Regions from separate parts of the Triticum aestivum genome. Here region 1 is linked to region 2. The links are chromatin contacts, called in public Hi-C maps. All regions are on one chromosome and are shown on one strand. Each heading gives the region's core, a stretch centred on a gene start, on an enhancer-like site or on the middle of the called end of the contact. The rest is flanking DNA. Distances are from core to core; before and after follow the strand shown. Region 1 holds the start of LOC123105942 (MADS-box transcription factor 50). Region 2 has its middle 42 kb from the start of LOC123105941.

Evidence for each region. A called contact is a pair of places that touch in the nucleus more often than the background predicts.
Region 1: a contact with region 2 is called in a Hi-C map of an unstated tissue, with 7 times the contacts expected there. The contact joins the promoter of LOC123105942 here to the enhancer-like site in region 2. A contact is called at or near these places in 3 of 5 Hi-C or Micro-C datasets (leaf and an unstated tissue).

Annotation. Positions count from the first base shown.
Region 1 is chr5A:680,726,738-680,730,886 of IWGSC CS RefSeq v2.1, reverse strand. It overlaps LOC123105942 (MADS-box transcription factor 50), which reads right to left and starts at 1,476. Exons shown (of 8, transcript XM_044528127.1): 1 at 1,203-1,476; 2 at 763-1,039. The coding sequence starts at 944.
Region 2 is chr5A:680,467,402-680,471,378 of IWGSC CS RefSeq v2.1, reverse strand. No RefSeq gene overlaps it. Among protein-coding and RNA genes, the nearest start is that of LOC123105941, 42 kb to the right of the region's middle. Within about 2 kb of position 1,483, at least 3 of the 8 cell types and tissues checked have an H3K27ac peak or open chromatin away from gene starts, as enhancers often do. A contact at or near this core is called in leaf, where this site is marked.

The sequences.
Region 1 (4,149 bases), core at 227-2,726, 260 kb before region 2:
CACAGCAAACTGAGTAACTGACCATGAGTAGAAAAAAGTACTCGCCATACAGTTCAAGTACACCATATCGCATGCACCGGTTTCGTTTCTGAACAGAAAATTAGCTCTAGCAGCAACAGAAACAGTCTTAAGGTTGGCCCCAAAACCGATGTCTAGACAAAGCATGTATAGCGTCCGGTAATTCTAGCCTGGCCCATAGTAGTACTACTCCCTTTCATCCCAAATTCTTCTATTGGTTAGTACGTCCATATTGATAAAAAATTAGGCCAATAGGCAATAGGGCATTGAGTGGGCTACATGTGCTAATCGTCCTTCCATCCTGAAGGCACTTTAAAGTTTAGCCCAATTCGCAGCGATAGCAGGACGTACGGAACAGGAATTTATCAGTTTATAAAAATCGCGCTCGCTGCAACCGAGGCAAGATTCTCGCAGCGATATGCAGGAGGAGTGGGGAAACTTGGAGCCATGGGCCAAGTGGATGGATGGGAACGGCGCATCACGGGCGGAGGAGACTACTGGAGCAGAGGGGCTTCCGCCCCCCATTGGGCAGTGGCCGGCGAGCTGCGTGCGCCTGCGCCGCTACAGGAGTTGGCGCAGGGGGGCACGCGAAGATCCGTCGGATTTCTCGCAGCGAGAGAGTAAACTAGTGGGATTCCCACGCGCATTCCGGCCCCAACCAGGAAACAAGCAGCAATTATAGTAAACAAAGACAAGGCGAATTAACTAGTCGCGTAATCGGGAGGGGGAGCGGGAGCGGGTTACCTGGAGCTGGCGAATTCGTAGAGCCTGCCGCGGGGGGAGAAGACGACGAGGGCGACCTCGGCGTCGCAGAGGACGGAGAGCTCGAAGGCCTTCTTCAGCAGGCCGCCGCGGCGCTTGGAGAAGGTCACCTGCCGGCTCGTCGGGTTCTCTATCCGCTTCATCTGCGTCTTCCCCCGCACCATTTTCGCTCCTCTTCTCTTCTCTCCTCTCCTCCCACCACAAATCCGATCGAAAACCCAACCAAACCAGAAAAATCTCCCTCCTCCGATCAGCCGGCCTGCGGAACGAACACAAGAGGAGGAGAGGGGGAGATGATTAAATTAAAAGGTGGGTACTGTTATCCCAATTGGGGCGGCGAGGAGAGGGCGAAAAGTGGAAAACCCCAGCCCACCCACGCGAGGAGGAAGGGGATCTGGCCAGGACGGCAAGGGGAGACTGACCAAAAATGGCAAGCGCGGTGAGGTCGCTGCGGTGTAGGGTTCGGCCGTAGCTGGCTGCTGCTCCCTCCTCGCCCACCCACCCGACCTCGCCCTCCTTCCCCTCCTCCTCCACTTTGGCTTTCCTTTTCGGTCCCTGGCTGGCTGACGGCGTTGCCGCGACGCCGTCACCACTCACCAGTGGCCGGTGGGGAGGCACCGGGGCAAGGCAACAAGAGGAAAAAGGAAAGGAAATTTTGTGTGCTGATAGTGGCCTAGTGGGGTGGGGCGGGGCGCTCGGGTCGGTGGAGGAGCTGCCGTTTTATGGAGATCCTGGGCTGGGCAACAAACGGCAAAAATTTCCGTTGGGGGAAAAAGAGGATTTATCCCCGGCCCGGCGTCCATTGGCTGACCCTTTCCTGGACGGGAAAATAAAGGCGGTCAGGCGGGCGCTTATTGTTTTTGCGGTGAACCACCCTGGCCTGGTGCACGCACTATTGTAGGAGTATTTGGGCGCTGCGGTGGGTGGTGAATCAATTCCCTGCAGGGCGGACTACAAATTCGACAGCCATTCAATGTACCTGGGATTAGGGTTACGGTTCGTACAGTTTCATTTTAAGAATCCACCCGAAAAGAACATTTGCTTAATTAGGGGTGCACATCACACGATCTATGACGATGTTTAAGGCGTAATTGTACGTTGTGGTCCTATGATCTGGACCTAGGATCTGATCCGCCCCCAATGACCTCGCCTGCGATGCGCCAAGTGGGTAGTATCGTAAGTTAGTAATCCTAACATGGGAAAATACAAAGAAGAACCTGGGTACCGGTGCAGGCTATATTGTCGTCATAAACTTTTCTTTTTTGTGCTGAAGTCAAAATGAATCATTTCTTATCCAAACTTTTTATACGAGTAATACGTAATCATGTTTGATTCCAAAAAAGATTTATAATTTTTTGAACCTTTTTTGAATTATTAAATTTTTTGGCGCATATAGGATGCGCTAGAACCCGAGAGCACCAAGTTTCCGTCCTCCTAGCATCATATTATTTTCATAGTGCATAGTATCATAAGTTAGTACAGTACTATCTTAGATGACATCATTTATTATTTTAGATGACTCATATTAATACATTACAAACTAATTGCACATGCGTTGCGACGGGACATTGCATATTCTATTGGGTCAATGCCAATCGAGGCTGACATAAATCTTACGCCCACCATCTTGTAGATTTTGATAAAATTTGATTGGAGTATGGGTAGGGAAAGACAATAAAAGTTTTGATTTATGTGAGGTTTGGTAAGATTTGATTTGATTTGGGTATGGATACAGAAAGACATGTTTTTTTTAGCTGAGGTTTTGATTAGACTAGATTTAATTTGATTGAGTTGATGCATGACATGAAGGGGGGCATGGGGAGGGGCAGAGGGGAAGACAAAAGTAGAATGACCAGCATTTCTTTTAAACACAGTATGAACGCATACGCTTATACACTCGCCCTTATGAACACACACACACACATATCCTACCCCTGTGAGCACCTTCGAGAGACTGACTCAGCACATCATCTTGAGATTGAGGCGCCTTGGTAGTCGATAAAAACGTCTCCTACCACTAAACGCATATCACCGGGAGACCTGGAATAAATACAGGGAAATGCGATCACCAATGTCAAGTCCGAGACTTGAACCCTGGTGGGTTGGGAATATCACTGTCCTCGTAACTATCAAACCACATGTTGGTTCGCAACAACCATCAATCCTCTGATAGTAGAGAATTAATATGATACATCATCATGCGGTGATACCAATACTTCCTCTTTCCTCACTTAATACCATGACAAGTGGCAATATGACTAGTTGGCATTGCATGGGTTGGAGGGCCTGATAGGTTGCATGATACTTGTCATTATATTTTCACTATGGGAGGTCTTAACCTCACGCTTAGCACTGAAATTTAACAACAAACCTGGGTATTTGGCGTAAGAATAGAAAATGGATTTTTTGACTATACAAGTGAAAGATATAGATTGTAGTATACTTGTAGAGTTATTTTTGCCTTGGTTCCTCTTGCATAAGGGGACCGCCGCTAGCCCTGGTGAGCCTTGACGATGTGGAAAATGGGTGCATGAATTTTTGTAGTATACATATGTAGGTTGGAAAAAATATTATAGTATAATCATAGGTTCATTGTTTTGCATTTCGTCGCGGTGCCTCTCACCTGAGAGGACCGACCATGCCTAAGGTGAGCCTTGACAATGTGGAAAATGGTTGGGCCGCTCGAAACATTCATATTCAATGAACAACATTTTACTAGGTTGAACGGCGGTGTATGTTTGGTTTATTGCGTTTGATTCACATTTTTCTAAGGAAAGAGTTTATTCGAGATGTGTCGCAAAGAGTATTGATTTGGAGGACTACAAAGAGGAAGGCAGGCAAGCACTCAGTGAAGTGCCAAACATATTAGCAAGGATGGATTCGAAGGACGTGCCCACGCTGTAAAGAAGCGACATCAGAGGAACCATGTGCCCTCGCTCCAGAGCAGAATTGGATGGTCTGTGCCATGGCCAGACTGCCACCCAAGAAGGAGAAGGAGGACAACGGCAGGTCAAACAGCTCCGGCGATGAGCAGATCCGGCTCGATCCCTACCACGCCTTTGACCGGTACTTCCGCGAGAAGGACGACAATGGCGCCGGGAAAGGCAAGGGCAGCCATGGATGATCTTGTCCACCATTGCCAAACATGCCAAATTTTGGTAGTCCGATGGCATGTTATGATGTAGTAGTCGGACAATGTGTGTAATGCATTGTTACGTAGTTGCATGGGTTTGTATGGTTTTGAGGTATGCTAATTAAGGTGTCCGATTGTGAGAATGAGATTAGAGGCTTGATCGGTCGGATTTGCAAGTCTAGCTGTAGATGCTCTCACTTTCGGGTCGCCATCTACACGAATGCTACACGCACCAA
Region 2 (3,977 bases), core at 234-2,733:
TGAATCTTATGTTGCCAAACAACAACATGCTCCTGGCGATGCTATATCGTTGTGGGTGTGGCATTTCAGTTTCTTCCTCAGGTGATGTTCCAATATAATAAGTTCCATCAAGAATTGCATGTACATGCGCTGCTATCCTGATCCAAAAAGGAAACTAAAAAGGACGTTCATCTATCTAGCACCGCCCAGATGCCCCTCAAGCGGCGCGCCACGGGTGCGCCCCAACTACTAGTCCTCATCGAGGGTCGCGGTGGGACGTTGGCATTCATTTGCCACCATGCGCTCGACCTGTAAGGTGGCAGTGAGTGGAGGTCTGCTCCATAGTCGGTGTTGGTCCGTGTGGTGGCCACTCCGGTCGGCCCGGGGCGGCGCCCTATCTATGGATTGTGGTGGCCATCAAAAGATCTTGTGAGAGCTTCTGTCTCTCTCTCTCTCTCTAGATCCGGTGGTTGCCGTCGGTGGCTTGTACTATCTACATTGCAGGATGCACCCGGAAGGCTCCTTTGTGGTGGTGAGGTGCAACTTATGAACAACTGCTTGAAGTAGAGGGTATGGTTATGGAGCGGCGGCGATGAGCTTTCTAGTGCATCGCATGTAGCTGTTGGATAGCGAAAAAATGGTAGCGACAACACATGATTCACTTTGAATTGGTGGTGCTTCTTGAGTATCCGGTCTCGAACTCAATGATAAAACCCCTAGGCCTGACCTGATTTAGTTATACCTGTCAATGACGATTTTTTTGTGTCATTACCTTGTTGAAGGTATTGCTCGGATATGCTCGGCCTTGTTCTTCGAAGTGAAAACTTAGAATATGACCTTTGGTGGTTGGATCCAATGACGGCGGCGCTTGAGCACCGTTCTCTTTCTGAAGAAGTTGTTGTTGAAGAACTTCCCTGTCCTTACATGTCAAGAAATTGTTGGTGCCCAAATAGTCGCAAATGTAGTTTTTTAATCGTTATTTTGTTCCCTTGAGGAATTATTTTTTTCATCGCTTAGACATAGCTTTGGTCTTGTGTGACTTTGTTATTTGTCGGTGTGTTTATTTTTTTATGTGTGTTGGTGTTGACTGTGTGCATTTTAACTATGCAAAGGTCGAATGTGTGGTCATGGTGTTTGTATCCACTGATACTTCATTTTGAATGAATAAAATTCACCCTTTGTCGGAAAAAAAAAATCAAAGGTCGTATTCTTAATGGAAATTGAAGAGGGGGCTCATTGTTATAAAGAGACCAATGCTGAAATAAAACAACAAATGCTGCAAGCATCTACATGAGCTTGAGGTTATGAGGACGCACAGTTGTTTTTCACCTGTCTGCTATTTTTATTTTCGGAATTAAGGCGTGTTTGGTTAACAAAACGAAGCCGATACAAATAGGGAAAGGGCCACACCACCCCACTCCCCACCGGGACCCCCCTACTCGCATGGCTGGCTATAGCCTATAGGCAACTGTGGCGCGAACGCGATGCGTGCGTGCCCACCACCGGAGGTAGGTCACGTCTTTTTCATGATGCCGTCGACGATTATCATCATTGCACACCCACACCACACGGCCAACTAGCTGAAGCTCTTTCGAAGTTTGACGAAGCGGACGCTGCTGGTCCGCACCTACGGCACCATCGCCAGGGAGAAACACCTGAGGTGATACTCTGGTTTATCTACGGCATCTCCAACGCCAATCCGTAAACCGGACACGGCATCCCTCTATGGGCCAGACACCGATGCGGAAAGTAGCATTCCAAAGCTATCCGCATATGTTGGTTTATATTTTTACCAAAATTTAATAAAATTAATAAGTATAATTTTTTTATGGATATGTAAAGTTTGTGTATCTTTTGTTGATAGAAGAAGTTGGAATAAGAACAAGGATACAACACATGCACAATTAAACAACCCAGATGATATTCACATATACTTGGATAATTTTTATATAAAGCAGGATGGTTTTCGACATATTTGAATTAGACCGGACTCTAACCTAGCCTAAAATGACCGCCAATGCCCGTTCCCCATCTCCGGACGGCCATGAGCCCGGGAAAATGAATCTCCGCATCCGCCTTCGCAGCCCGCCAGCAGCTAATCGACCGACGATGATGAGCCCGCCAAGCTTGGCTTCAGCGGGACCGAAAGAGCAGTGGCCTTCCTGGGACCCGAGCGCCGACAACCTCCCATGCTCTAATCTTCCCCGCTGCCAGTGGTGCCCTTGGACCTGCCAGTTTTGTGGTCGTGGTGGAGCTGGCAACGTTGTCCTCGTCCTCGCTCTTGCGGTAGACTTCGCCCGCCGCCTCGTCAATCTCCTTGAAGACGGCTTCTAGCTCCGCCTGATGCTGGCGGTACTGCAACAGCCGCGGCGGATGTCGCGGGCGGTGCGATAGGAGTCGTCCAACCCATCCTTCTCGGCAACGTCATGTCCGGCGTGATCGCCGTGCCGGCGGCGAGCTACTCCTCTGCGCACTGGTGCTCGTCGAGGAGACGGAGGTTGTACTCTTGGTCGACCAGTGCCTGCCGGAGCAAAAGGCCTGCCGCTCGGCCCACAACATTTCGTTGTAGTGAGCATGGGCCTGGCGCATGGTGATGTCGGCATGGACTAGATAGGAGGGTGGTGCCGACTCGTCGTCGGCCATGTTCTCCATTGGAACGTATGCAACACCGACCTCCGTCTACCTGTCGGCAGCAATGGCATCCATCTTCATCTTCTGCTCGGACGAGAGGCTGTCCCAAATGGCTTTGGAGCTCGAGGAGGCTATGGCGGGGGTGGTGTGGAGAGGAGAAAGTGAGCGGAGGAGGATGAATGCGGCTATGGCCGGGGCTGGAGTTTAAATAGTCGACGGATGGCGGGGTGGTTAATGGTGGGCGACAGATAGACAGACGAGTGGCACATGAGTAGGTTCCTCGGCAATCGCGCATGTCTAATGTAGGGAGGTGGAATGATGGGTTGTGTTTGAGCACGGAGGAGTTGTCTGCACCGGGAAACGACACGGGTGGCACTCTTGGTTGGCACGCCGCTTCAATGTTGGCTCAGAGAGGCCGCATCGCTCTGAGCCAGCATGAATGCGGCACTAGTGCTCTGGAGCGGCGCTGACCACTTCGGGCGGAAAGGGGCACGGGCGAGGGAGGGTGTTTTGGGTGGGCCAGAACAGTCAGAAGCGGGTGTGGCAACGGTTCGGACGCCTGCAAAGCCCCCCTCCCCCCCCCCCCCCCCCCCCCCCCCGCGGTCCCCCATCGTTTGTTTTCGGTTTGCAAGAAAAATGATGTCCGAACCGATACAGGCCCGCGTTGGATGTCAAAACACATCCGGACCGCGTGGTCAGGATGGTTTGAGGGTCGGCGTTGGAGATGCCCTTACAACTTGCTTTGTTGATGTTCAGGTCGTGTCTACTCCAGGGTAAGGGCAACTTCAATGAGAGTCCTTGACACTTTTTACCATTCAACTGGAGTCATCATGTTCGTGGTCTGGTTTGGAAGTCTGAAATCGGACAAGCGGCCGTCAAACTTAGGGAATGTTTGGGGAGTGCAGACACGTTGCGAACACGGCAACTCAATTTTGAACCTCACCTACTCTGCGGTCTGTGTACATGTCTCCGCATGCTTGAGGATGTATGCATTGGTTACTCCTGTTGGAGTTGCACTAACCCTCATAAGAGCTTTGATCAGTCAACCAACTAGCCATTCTGTTTCAAGAAAAAAAAATAAGCACTAATTGAGCAAATGATATGATAGAAGATACACAAACATTTAGAATGAAGAGCTTAATGAGCCAGATTCATTTCGATGGACACTTTCTGCTTCTAGCGTGTTTTTCGCTAAATCTATGTGTGTGGACTTGATTACTACTGGATCAATCCCTCAGTCTATTCACATATGAAAAACAAAGTGTCTTCAAATATCAAGCTTTTCATGTGGTTCATGCATAAGGGTATGATTCTAACTAACGACAATTTGGCAAAACAAAGGTGGGAAGGTAGTAAACGTTGTTGTT